2 separate regions of the Rattus norvegicus genome follow, and region 1 is linked to region 2. A link is a contact called in public Hi-C data. All regions are on one chromosome and are shown on one strand. Each heading gives the region's core, a stretch centred on a gene start, on an enhancer-like site or on the middle of the called end of the contact. The rest is flanking DNA. Distances are from core to core; before and after follow the strand shown. Region 1 has its middle 72 kb from the start of Cd47. Region 2 has its middle 190 kb from the start of Cd47.

The links. Hi-C and Micro-C count contacts between places; a contact is called where the count stands out from the background.
Region 1: a Hi-C map of the A7r5 cell line shows a contact between it and region 2, with 2.7 times the contacts expected there. The contact joins two enhancer-like sites. A contact is called at or near these places in 2 of 12 Hi-C or Micro-C datasets (the A7r5 cell line and prefrontal cortex).

Annotation. Positions count from the first base shown.
Region 1 is chr11:64,362,906-64,368,858 of GRCr8, reverse strand. No RefSeq gene overlaps it. Among named protein-coding and RNA genes, the nearest start is that of Cd47, 72 kb to the left of the region's middle. Within about 2 kb of position 1,293, at least 27 of the 93 cell types and tissues checked have an H3K27ac peak or open chromatin away from gene starts, as enhancers often do. A contact at or near this core is called in the A7r5 cell line, where this site is marked.
Region 2 is chr11:64,247,086-64,253,417 of GRCr8, reverse strand. No RefSeq gene overlaps it. Among named protein-coding and RNA genes, the nearest start is that of Cd47, 190 kb to the left of the region's middle. Within about 2 kb of position 3,532, at least 2 of the 93 cell types and tissues checked have an H3K27ac peak or open chromatin away from gene starts, as enhancers often do. A contact at or near this core is called in the A7r5 cell line, where this site is marked.

The sequences.
Region 1 (5,953 bases), core at 44-2,543, 120 kb before region 2:
AATGTCTGAGGTGCATGCTCCATCTACCCTCTCGGGCGCTGTGGGAAGCAGGCAATGGCAGCTGGTGAGGTATCATGAATTGAAAATAGCTTCCGTTCACTTTTCCTCTGCCCACTACTACGACCAGAGATGGTGCCCACTTCAAGTGGGACTAAAGCATCACCTAGGCGAAGTGGCCAAGTCCTTCAAAGGCAGCGTAGAACCTTGTTCGAGAAGGTGTCTGACAGGACCTGAGTACAGGTGCAGCACGGTTTTCTGTTAAACTCTCACTATGTGCTGTCCTTTGAAAGCAGGCTGAAATGTTCTGTGTCCGTGTTTAGCTCCTGACTCCCAGTTTGGACAGGGTTTTATGAAGAGTCCCATGGTACTCTAAAAGATGCTTTGTATGGGTTGGGGATTTAGCTCAGTGGTAGAGCACTTACCTAGCAAGCACAAGGCCCTGGGTTCGGTCCCTAGCTCCGAAAAAAAAAAAGAAAGAAAAAAAAATGCTTTGTGGGTTTTCGTTTGCTTGTCTTTGATTTGACTTGGTTTGTTTGTTTGGGGGGGAGGGTTGGTTGTGTGTATATTGTTTTGTTTGTTTGTTTTTGCTCAATGATTGCAAATGCAGTCACTCTTCTAGGCTCCTCCCTTAGCCTGTCATCTGTCCCTGAGGAACAGAAAGGGTTGCAGAGAAAGGGTATCACAGTACCATAATCATATCAAAAGATGGCCAATCATGTACACTGGGAACATTGCAGTCCTAATGCACCAAATGAAGGAAATGGTACACACAGTCCTCTCTCAGGCCTTCCTCCAAACCCATCACTCATTCCTTTCCCGAGAAATGAGAGTGCACCATGAGTCATGGCTTTATCAGCGAATTCACCAAGAGAGGCCTGTGCCCATCAGTGCCGACTATGAAATCATTTGTTCTCCCGTACAATAAACAATAAATGCCTAACTGCACTCAAACAATATTAACAGGAATGTTATGACAGAAGCTAGGAGTCGAGGACATCAATGAAAATTAGGTAATATCTCACTGGAATTAGCAAATAAATGTCTATGTATATGCATAATTAAAAGTGAGCGAATTATGGTATACTTCTGAGCTGCTTAAATCAAGACAGTCTAGTGTTAAATGAGAGAAATCAACTCAGGACATCTCGTCATCTGCATTTCATCAAGAATTCTGCATCTCAGGCTCTTTAAGATGGGTGGTTGTGCGGTTGGAGTCTCCTACAAACTTCCTCTGCCTTTCAATGTTCAGGTTTGTAGATCTCCGTTCTGGGTAAAAACATCCAGAACTGTGACTGCAGAGCTATTTGTGGAATGAGGGGGTGGCTCAGTCGGGGAAGTGCTTGCCGTGCAACCACCAGGGCCCAGGGCCCGAGTTTCATCCCCAGCAGCCACTAAAAACTGGGCGTGATAGGAGGCACCTGGAACCCTAGCACTCATTTGGGGGTAGGGGGACTCAGATACAGGCCGGTCCTTGGAGTTCTGTGACAAGCCAGTCTGGCCAACTGGTGGATTCTGGGTCTCAGTGAGAGATTCCCTCAAAATCAATAATGTGGAGTGCTACAGAAGGAAGACAGACTTTGACTCCCAGCATATACATACAGATACACACACACACACACACACACACACACACACACACAGATACACACACACATACATACACACACACATACACACACATACACACACATACACACACATACACACACACATACACACATACACATACACACACATACACACACATACACACATACACATACACACACATACACACATACAAACACATACACACATACACACACATACATACACACACACATACACGCACATATGCACACACGCAGACCCCAAAAGAAGAAAAACAAAGCTATCACCCCTGTACCTTTCAGTCTGTGGCTCTGATGAAGACAACACAACCACAACAAAGCAAACAAAAACAAAAACAAAAACAAAAACCACCATTTTGAGCTGAGAAAAACAAACCTGCAGTAAAATCATTAGTACATTCTTTTTCTGCCAGTAGGCACACCAGAGGAATGCACAGCAAAAAGAATTCACCTTTTTCTTTCTTTGTTTTTGTCCAGAGTTTTGTGATAATCTCAGCATGACAGTACACATCAGAGGTCATGCATGGGTTTCTACAGCAAATGCTTTGTCTAATTCCCCTACCATTACTCGCTTTCTAGGTTGTTTTCTCCCTGTCTCTCTCGTGAACTTAAGCACCCAGGGTGCTACCTGAGTTGATCTGTGCTAACTGTAGTGGAGGGAAGGGAGTAGGAGGTAGGATGAGGTGGGAGGGAAGCCGTCTTTAGAAAGCTCAGGGGCACGAGAGGAGCAAGACTTGGGAGTTAGAGGTGACTCCACTTAGCCTTAGAGAGTCTCGCCAAACCATTCCATGTTCACTCCTCTCACTTTTCAGGAATGTTTCCTGGATCCAAAAATAGACGGGTGAGACAGTGTGTCAAATGCCGTAAAATCCCAGGGAGAAAGATGGGGCGATACATAAATCAGTGTCATTTCTCATGTCACTGTTAATTGCGTCGGCTTCACTCCTGTCTCCCTCATCCCACACATTCCCCTCCTCCACCGCTGAAAAGGTACCACTTCCTGGCTTGTTCACCCTGGAAATGACATTATCAGCAGTCAGGCCCTGTGTCAGATACAACGCAACAGACTGGAAATGCAGGCAGGTCAGAATTGCTCTGAGGCAGAGTGTAAAAAGTTGGTGGATTCCATACCTTCTGTCCACACTGAGTCTGTCGTGTTTTACATATGAAGGAAAAAAAAGGAAGTAAAGGAGTAACCTTCTTTTTCCTTTTGTAGCTGTGCTTTGGGTTTTATAAGATATGGTTGTGGCAAAACCAAAATATAAACAAGGCCTAGAGAGTTCTTGAGTCAACACAATTAGGCCTCAAAAATACCTTAACTCTTGGTTAAACTGCACCAAGAAGCAGCACTTCATTTGAGTAATTGTTAGTCATCGCTTGGCAATGTCTGGTGGATACAAAATGTCGCCTCCCCCAGTCACCAGCAGCTGACATAGGGTGATATGGTTAGGGAATTTCCAACAGGCAAAGTGGAAAAGGGAATCTTGGATACAGTCAATCAAATGCTTTCTTTGTTCTGCTTCTCTTTCTTTTCCTTGTAAATTCTCGCCTCTGATAATTTATCAGAACACTAAACCTCTTTAACTCTGCCTTTCCCCAGTTCATAAACTGCTTCCTCTTCAAACGAACTCTGTGGTTTTATTGCACCTCAGGTAATTCGTTTACATAGAAAAGTACCTAATGAGATAGAATGAGGAACTTTTACTGATTTTACTCTTTTCCCTGATCACTCACAAATAGGAAAAGAAAAATAACTACATACATTCTTCCACTTTTAAACGTCTTATATTTCCTTTTATTTTATGTGCATGAGTGTTTTCCCCCGGCATGGATGTATTTGCACCAGGTGTGTGTCTGAGGCCCTCGGAAGTCAAAAGAGGGCATCAGCTCTTCTGGAACTGAAATTCCAGATGCTTGTGAGACAGCCATGTGGGTGCTGAGAAGCAAACCTAGGACCTCTGTGGAAGCAACAAAAGGCTCTTGAGTGCCGAGCCATCTCTCTAGCTCCTCCCATTTCTTAATTATGCTAAGGGTAGTATTGTATAGAAGTTGAACTTTTTAATATTAAAAAAAAAGGTGAGCTATTTAGTACTAAATGGCCGCTCACGGTCAAGAAATCACAGAACTAACATGTGGTCAAGGGCAGCTTTGGCTTTGGTGGCTGGGTCCTTCACCAGCAGTGAGTCACAGGACTGACCCATCTGAACCCAAGAGCCCAAAGTCTCCAGACTTCTTCTCCCGCCCCCTCTTTTTCTTCTTCTCCCTCTCCCACCTCCTTCTTCTTTGTCACTATATATCATTTCTGGGAAAACTCACTTCACATTTTTTTTTATTTTTTATTTTTTTCGGAGCTGGGGACCAAACCCAAGGCCTTGTGCTTCCTAGGCAAACGCTCTACCGCTGAGCTAAATCCCCAACCCCCATTTTATTTTTTTTAATTGCATTTTTATTTGCATTTTAAATGTTATCCCCTCTCCCAGTTTCCCCTCCAAAAACCTGCTATCTCACAGTCCCCTGCTTCTATGAGGGTGCTCCCCTACCCACCCTCCTACTACCTTCCACTCCCTGCCCTGATATTCCCCTACATTGAGATAGAATGAGGAACTCAACAGATTTTACTCTTTTCCCTGATCACTCACAAATAGGAAAAGAAAAATAACTACATACATTCTCCACTTTTAAACTTCTTATATTTCCTTTTATTTTATGTGCATGAGTGTTTTATGTGCATTGAGACTTCACAGGACCAAGGGCCTCCCACCCATTGATGCCAGACAATGCCGTCCTCTGCTACCTATGCAGCTGGAACCATGGGTCCCTTTATACTCTTTGGTTAGTGGTTTAGTCTCTGGGAGCTCTGGGGGGAGGGGTCTGGTTGGTTGATATTATTGTTTCTCCTATGGGGTTGCAAATCCCCTCAGCTACCTCAGTCCTTTCTCTAACTCCTCCACTGGGATCCCTGTTCTCAGTAAAAAACCTTGAGAAGGGGAACCCACAGAACCCAGATTGCTGACATTGGCTCTCCTTGTTGCAAACCGCAGTCACATTGTGCAGACTGGTAGATGCACGTAACCATGTTCAAACCAAGCCCTCAGCTCCCACAGGCATCAAATATTGCTTACAGAAGACAACCAGGAACAGATTTTTCTTCTGGATAGATGGAAAAGGAAACAATTCTCTCAAAATCTGTCACACATACCACACACCCCATTCACCTCAGACCTTCCCCTGGTCTTAATGAAGTTCCGCCAACTTCAGCTCTAAAGTTCAGTCATTTACTCTGCTGGAATCCTGGTTAAACGCCAGGGGAGGCTGGGAGACCCTGAATGTCCACAGTATAGGCAGGGGTGTGGAGGGCATGCAATGTGGCAGCCAGTGTCTCAGTCCATCACTGTAGCTGGTGAGCTGCAGGCCTGTAACAGACACATGTCTTCCTACGTCCCAGCTTATTTCTGTGTAACATGAGGGGCCAGCCCAGAGGCTGCTTCACTGTCTCATCCAACCCTGCTCACCAGGCACCCCTGCCCTCTCTGTGCTCAGCACTCCGGGCCACAGGCATGTCTTTATTCCCCTGACCCCAGGGAGAGGTCAGGGGTGGCTTAAGGAAGAAACCAGGGTCCCAGCTCCCACCTCAGGTATTACAGAGACACTGAAAAAGAAAGCTGGGTGAGGAAAAACCGATAGCCTCTCCACCCAGCCTGCTTTAGCCCCAGAGGCAACCCCTAAGGAAACTAAGCCTAAGTGAACTCAAAGGCTTGCCTTCCTGATCATGAAGTTGCAGCTTAAGGGGGCCTAGAATACCTTCATAAAAATGTAGCAAAGACCCTTTAACATTCAGAGAGCCGTGTAAGAGATGGCATGCAAATGGGCCACAGGCAGGTTTGCTTTTTTTTTAAATCCTGTTTTAAAAGAAGTGAAATTAAAAAAAAAAAAAGCAGAGATCCTGCATTTTAAAACAAAAAATACTACTTTCCAGGTTCTATGCAAAAGGAAAGAAAGAAAGAAAGAAAGAAAGAAAGAAAGAAAGAAAGAAGGAAGATGGGGAAGGAGGAGTAAGAAGAGGAGGAGGGGAAGAAGAGGGGAGGAGGAAGAGGATGAAGAGGAAGGGGGAGGAGGAAGAGGAGAGGAGGAGAGAGAGGAAGAGGAGGAGGAGGAAGAGGAGTAGTGGGAGTGAAGGAGGATAAAGAGGAGGAGGAGGAGGAGGAAGAGGAAGAGGAGGAAGGAGAGGGGGAGGAGACAGCAGTACAGTGACCAGTGTGCAGCTGGGTTTGCACACCTAGGCCCTTGCTACGCAGGAGGATCTCCAGTCCTCACAGCTCCTTCCACTGTTGCTATTTGAATTG
Region 2 (6,332 bases), core at 2,283-4,782:
CGGGTTTCACAACCCCACATCCATCATGTGTTCCTTGCAGTCTACAACATCCATGCTGAGGTTGGGGTTTATTGCATGGATTTGAAATGAGACGGCTGGGTTTGACTCCCATCTTTTCTAGTTGCCAGCAGGGCAACCTTTGGAGAGTTCCCTAATCTCTCTGTGGGCTTCAGTTCCTTTCTCTGTAGTCAGGCAAAAACTTATAGACACATCATCTGCCTGGTGAGTTAACTACGCCCATGCTCGTGTTAGCACTTGGCTTCGTTATGGTTTGATTGCTAGGAAGAGACACCATGACCACTACAACTCTTAAAAAGGAAAGCATTTCATTGGGGCTGCCTTATAGTTTGGAGTTTTGGTCCATTACGGTCACAGTGGGAAGCATGGTGGTGTGCGGAAAGACATAATGCTGAAGAGCTAGCTGAGTTCTACAACCCTGCAGGCAGCAGGAAGGAAGAACGACAGACACTGGACCTGGCTTTCGTGTCTGAAACCCCAAAGCCCACCGTCAGTGAGACACTTCCTCCAATAAGGCCACGCCCACTCCAGCAAGGCCATACTTCCCAATAGTGCCACTCCGTATGGGCCTCTGGGGCGTCATTTTCATTCAAACTACCACAGTACTGTTCTCATCACTGTGGCAAGATACCCAGCGGGAGTAACTTAAGCATTTTATTTTGACTCATAGTTCAGACGATAAGGTTGACTATGACAAGAAGGGCTTCTCGTTCTGTGGCTTTGTGCTACTGCATCTTATCATGTGACCTGTTAGCATCTAAGAGAATAAGAGAACAGGAGCCCACATGCAGATGCCGTCTTCATAACCCTGTCTCCAGCAACCTAGTTCTTTCCAAAGGCTAGACCACCTCCAGCAGTGCTACCAGCTCTCACGTATGAACATACGAAGGCACATTCACAGCCAAGCCGTAGTAACAGCATTGGATGGAGCTGGAAATAGTATTTGTATATAACGAGAGCTTGGTAAATCTGAGTTTGTATTACGACCTCATAAGGGTGGTTTCAGACTTGAAGTATTTTTTCATTCACTGTTAAGGCAGACTAGGTCTCATGCACGCATTGAACAACTAAAACTAATCAGGTAAACCCAACCTGATTTTTTTAAAATTACATTTTATTGTGTCGATGTTTATCTGCATGTATGTCTCTGCAATACCTGTGTACCTGATGCCTTTGGAAGCCATAAAAGTGTGTCAGGTTCCCGGGAACCGAAGTTACAGATTGTTGTGAGCTGCTATGTAAGTGCTGGGATTTGAACCCAGGTCCTCTGCAATAGAAGCCAGGGCTCTTAACCAGTGAGCTCCACGACCTGATCTTTGCCATCCAGATTCTATCACACAAGACAGGCGAACAAAAGACTGTTCCCACCACACATACCATTGAGAACACTATTCTAAAAAGACTTTTCTCTGATGTCTTCAGTAGAATCTACAGTATGAGATGATGTTATATTCTTTTCTGATGCCACTCATGATTGTAGGAAACCAAACATAAAGTTGGACTCAACATCTTCATCTGAGAAATCGCTTGGCTTAAAGGCACCCCATCTGTGCCACTGGACCTTCTTCTGAAAGTCCCCCTACAGAAGTAAGCCTGCAATGTCTAGAGGACAGATTCTCTAAGAATACCCACTCCCAAAGACAGTTTTAAAAATAATCATAAGCAATGCAAATAGGTTAAGTCACAGAAAGAAAGAGTGGGTAGACAGACTGACCGTGTGTGTAGTCAGTTAGGATTCAGAGTGAGTTTGCCCATTGGCAATCCTCTGACAGGTAATTTACATGGTCTGCATTAAGTAGTAAAGCAGCCACAGGCAAGGAAACCCTCACTAACACTGCTGCGGTTGCCTTAGTGCAGTAGAGGATGCAAGGTGCGATGGAATCCCCTGGAAAATGTGCATGGGGTCCAGGAGGAGAGCCAGGTTAAAGGGCTCCATCTTCACTCTGAAGAAACTGAAGTGATTAAGAGACAAAGAGAGAGTTGGCACTCTGAGGTCCACGATAAATAAAACAGTATGCAGCCTGATGGGTGGCAGGTAAAATACCAGCAGAAAGTGTGTTGTTTCTAGCCTTCTCCATAAACTCAGCATGGAATCAACAACCCAGAGGCAAAGTAGCCATGATAAGGGCCGATGAGAAGGCTCAGTGGGTGCTCAGTGGGTGAAAACACTTGCTGCCAAGCCTGAGGACCTGCGGTCAACCCCCGGGGTTCACACTGTGGATCCCAACTTGAGGATGTTGCTGTCTGACCTCAAACATAAACAGAGGAACCACCCCAACCCATGAACACATAAACATATGTACTTTCCAAAGATGGTTCTAAATGACCCAGTGCGAAGCTTCCTGGCATCTCCGTTCCACAGACGCAGCGATCTCTTCCCCGCCATGTTTGTATGCTTTGGCGATCTTGAGTGACACATAGCAGAAATGTAAGCGAACCAAATCAAATAGAAGTATCTCCGGTCAAACCTCACTCAGAGTCATTATCACACACGTAGAGATAGCAGCGTGGCCAGCCAGCCAGTCACTCAACGGGAGTTTCTGTCACTCAGCCAGACGCAGTCCCTAGAGGAGATTTTGAAAGGGGCTGTCTGGCTCCAGTGAAAAAAGCAGTTACCAGATGACCAGGCTTGAGCCACTTGACTTATCCCAAATGCAAAAAAAAACCTGATGACTCTTAAGACTTGATTTTGACATGACTATCAACTATATTCATTATTCTCAGCAGAACACACAGAAGGGAAATTTATGCATGTCCTTCTTCGGACATAATGAAACATTCCAGGAACCGAAAACCTTGGAACCCAATTATAAAAACCAAATTGCTATTTTACTCACCAAGATAAAGTAGCTATGGTCTCATCAACTTTGCCCTTTGTAATTTACCTTATCTCATGGATTCCTCACAATGAGGAACACATTTGTCCTATCTAGGGATTTGTTGGTCACAGGTAACAGAAACTCAATTTAGTCCAAGCAAACAGGTCAGAATGGGGTGAGGGGTTACTGTAAGGTTATATCATGGGCTCACTGGGATCATGCCCAGGAGAGACAAAACTGATACAGCAATAGTGTCTCTCACTCTCTAGGTTTCCTCCTCCCTCCCTTGGGTCGGAGCCCACCCTAGTCTGAGCATCTTTCATTTAGAGATAAGGTCATGTGATTGGATACCAGAAGTACTCAGTTATTAGGGACTAAAGTGGGGGGGGGCAGATTGATTCATAGAAAGTGTCAATCCACACAAATGGTAAGCCTAGGGTTGGGCTGTCTATTTGTCACACAGGGGAACTGAAGTACAGTTAGAAGAGCTTAGACTTATAGCTAGCAGCCATGGCTTCAGAGAGCTCAGAGTCTCCTATAGCCACATTAGCTTTTCATCTTAAAGCTCACTTGCAGTCGAATCGCTGGTAGAGTATTTGGTTTTCATGCTTCACTTTCCTCCCCATCAGAACAGGCTCTCGTGTCAAAGGTCTGTTTTTAGGATTAAGTCGAATGAGATCATTTATTTGAGTCATCTAATTCAGTGCCTGGGAGACAGCGGCACACACAAAGCTAATAGCCTCTCTCTGACCTTAGAAGCCATGCCTTCACCTGCATCTTGGTTCCTTCTCTGAGTTACTCAGAGTCTTCTGGGGTTCAGTCCTGTGTCAGTAAGCAGCCACTCCCAGACTGTCAGCTCCGAGGGGACCGTGTCTAGTTTCTTTTGCATCCTATTCTGGGCTGGCCAAGCACATTGGTAGTCTCTTCAGATTCCTGTGGAATTAAACTGGCTGAATGAGTTCACATGTCACTTCTCTTCCCAGCAAATCCCCTCGGATCATGCACCATTTCTCGTTTCATTGTATCTTCCCCTGGCTGGTTCTCTGGGGGAACAAACCTATTTTGCTTTCCTCCATCTCCATTCTCTCTCTCTCTCTCTCTCTCTCTCTCTCTCTCTCTCTCTCTCTCTCTCTCTCTCTCTCTCGCAGCTCCACCTGGAGGCGAGTGGCTTGAGTTTGTCAAAGAAATCAAATTCATCCCAGCAGAAAAAGATAACACAATCTAGAAGAGCTTTTTAATTCCAGATGACTCCAAAGGAAGGGACCGAACCAGAACTCTTGAGTCTCGAGTATCTCGGGTGTGTTATCATGAAATCTCTTTGGTAGGGGTATGGAGACAATATGGAGATCAGAACATCACATAGGAAAACTGCTTAGTTCGGAGTTTCACAATCCTTCCAAAGTTAGGACAAAGTCTGCCTGTCAAACGAAGGCACTCAAAATTCTCTTAGACACATTGCCAACTTTGAAAAGACAGATACAGCACCCCATCCATGAATGACAGGAAAGGAAGCAGAAGGGAATTCAGTATCTGACAAATGCTATCAGCTGTCTGCGTTGAACAGGGCACTTTATGTTATAGAATCTCACTTCCCCAGCAACATTGCAAGGTTGCAATATTATTTCAATTTTATAGATGAAAATTAACAAAGTTAATTGACTCTGGATATGCAATTAGTTAGGTGATGTTCTGGAAACCAACAAAGGGGCCGCTATAAACACCAGATCAGTGTTGCTTCCCCAAACTATCATTTTCCAAGCTTTACAAAATGCAGTCTAACTGCCCATTGACTGAAAGACTGGTCACCAAGGTATCTAGCTGAGAAAGAAGAAAGAAAACTCTTGGCTACAAGCCAGGCAATTGGGTAAAACCATTACTGAAACAGAAACATTTGTACTCTTCGAAGAAGCTGAAGGATCATTCTAGCATGCTTAAATTAATTGATAGTTGGATCAGATCAAACTGGGCTCTACCTGTTGCATGAGCCTTGACAAATTACTCAAACTTGATAATTTCCTCACTTGCTAAAAAGATGAATACCATATGCTGTTACCTCCCAATATTATCATAAAGATTAAATGAAATGGCTTATGTAAAGTGTCCCTTGCTTAGGAACGTACCTGGCTCATAGTACTATGAGAGCTATCATCAATAATTGATATTTTTAAGGAAATGGGAATGTTTTTAATCACTGGAATTGCTGCAGGATGGCCAGTAGGCAGTCTTTCTCAAAAGAAAGATGTGGTTCATTTAGAAATAGCAGTACATTTGCATGCAGACAATAATGCAATAATATCCTTAACTACAGTTTGTTCGCCTAAGAATATAAGGACTGACTGCTTCCCATTGGTTCTGAACACCTCTCTTGCTTGTTTATGTCGTTAAATTGCTTAGCAACCTCTTCCCCAGGCTCAAGCAGAGACGGAAAATTTTAATCAAGAACAGGAAAGTGTAGAATACCACAAATCTTAAAGAAATCAATCACATTGAAGATTAAACACAAAAATACTTTCTTGCATAAAGTATCCTCCCATGATTTTCCTTTTATCGAAATTCAATTTTTTCCTACCTCTCCCGAGAGGTAAGGGTTGTCCACAGTAACAGGGTGTGCTGATAGCAATGTAAGGGACTTCACACGAAGGTTTTCCTCTCTGCAATCAGTGTCGTGTATTTTCTTCTCCCTTCCATTTGCCCTCTGGACTAGTTTAATAATCATGGGCAGGAAGACTTGACACTGATAAACTCCATATAGAGAAGAGTAAAACATTCACTTTTATGTTTTCAAAGACCAGGGCCCAGCTCTTGCTTCAGTTACTCTGTAATTCACAAGCCTATGATTCTCCTATTCCTGGAACTCCATCAGCTATAAATATTCCTCTGCCCAGGGTCATAGTCTTCTATGTCTGATAGCCTTCCTACCTTCCACGTTTCTATCCTATATACCTCATCAGTAACTGTCTCCACATTAGGTCTTATCATTGGTGATGCACTTTAAATCCTGTTTTCAAACAGGGTGGAGGTAGGCAAGGGTTTGATTTATTGGTTGACTGGGAACTCAACCTTCTTTTTCCACAGGAATCTCTGAAGGCAGGGCACTTGGACTGCTACAGCAAGGACTCCAGAATTTCTCCCTGCCTCCTGCATAGGACAACTTCTTTCCATACTGCATTCTCTCTTTCTGTCCCTTACTCTTCTTTTCCTCATCTTGAAAAGTGGGACTCGGATCAGACCTACCTCATGGATGATTTCAGGTACTAGGCTTCTTAGATTTGAGCCTTGAATATTTCACTTTTTCAAAGCTATATTTGCCTGTCTGCCCCAGGAAGTACATGTGCTAGGGAAGTGCCAAAATCTGCTTGAACTGTAAAATGTCTGATCTTTATAATACAGCTGAAAGGGACTTTCGGTCCTGCTTAGAGTGTAGGTGGACGTAGGCTGCTAACATATACTTTACAGCAAAGGAGAAGGAAACGGAGGAAAATTGCAAACATCACA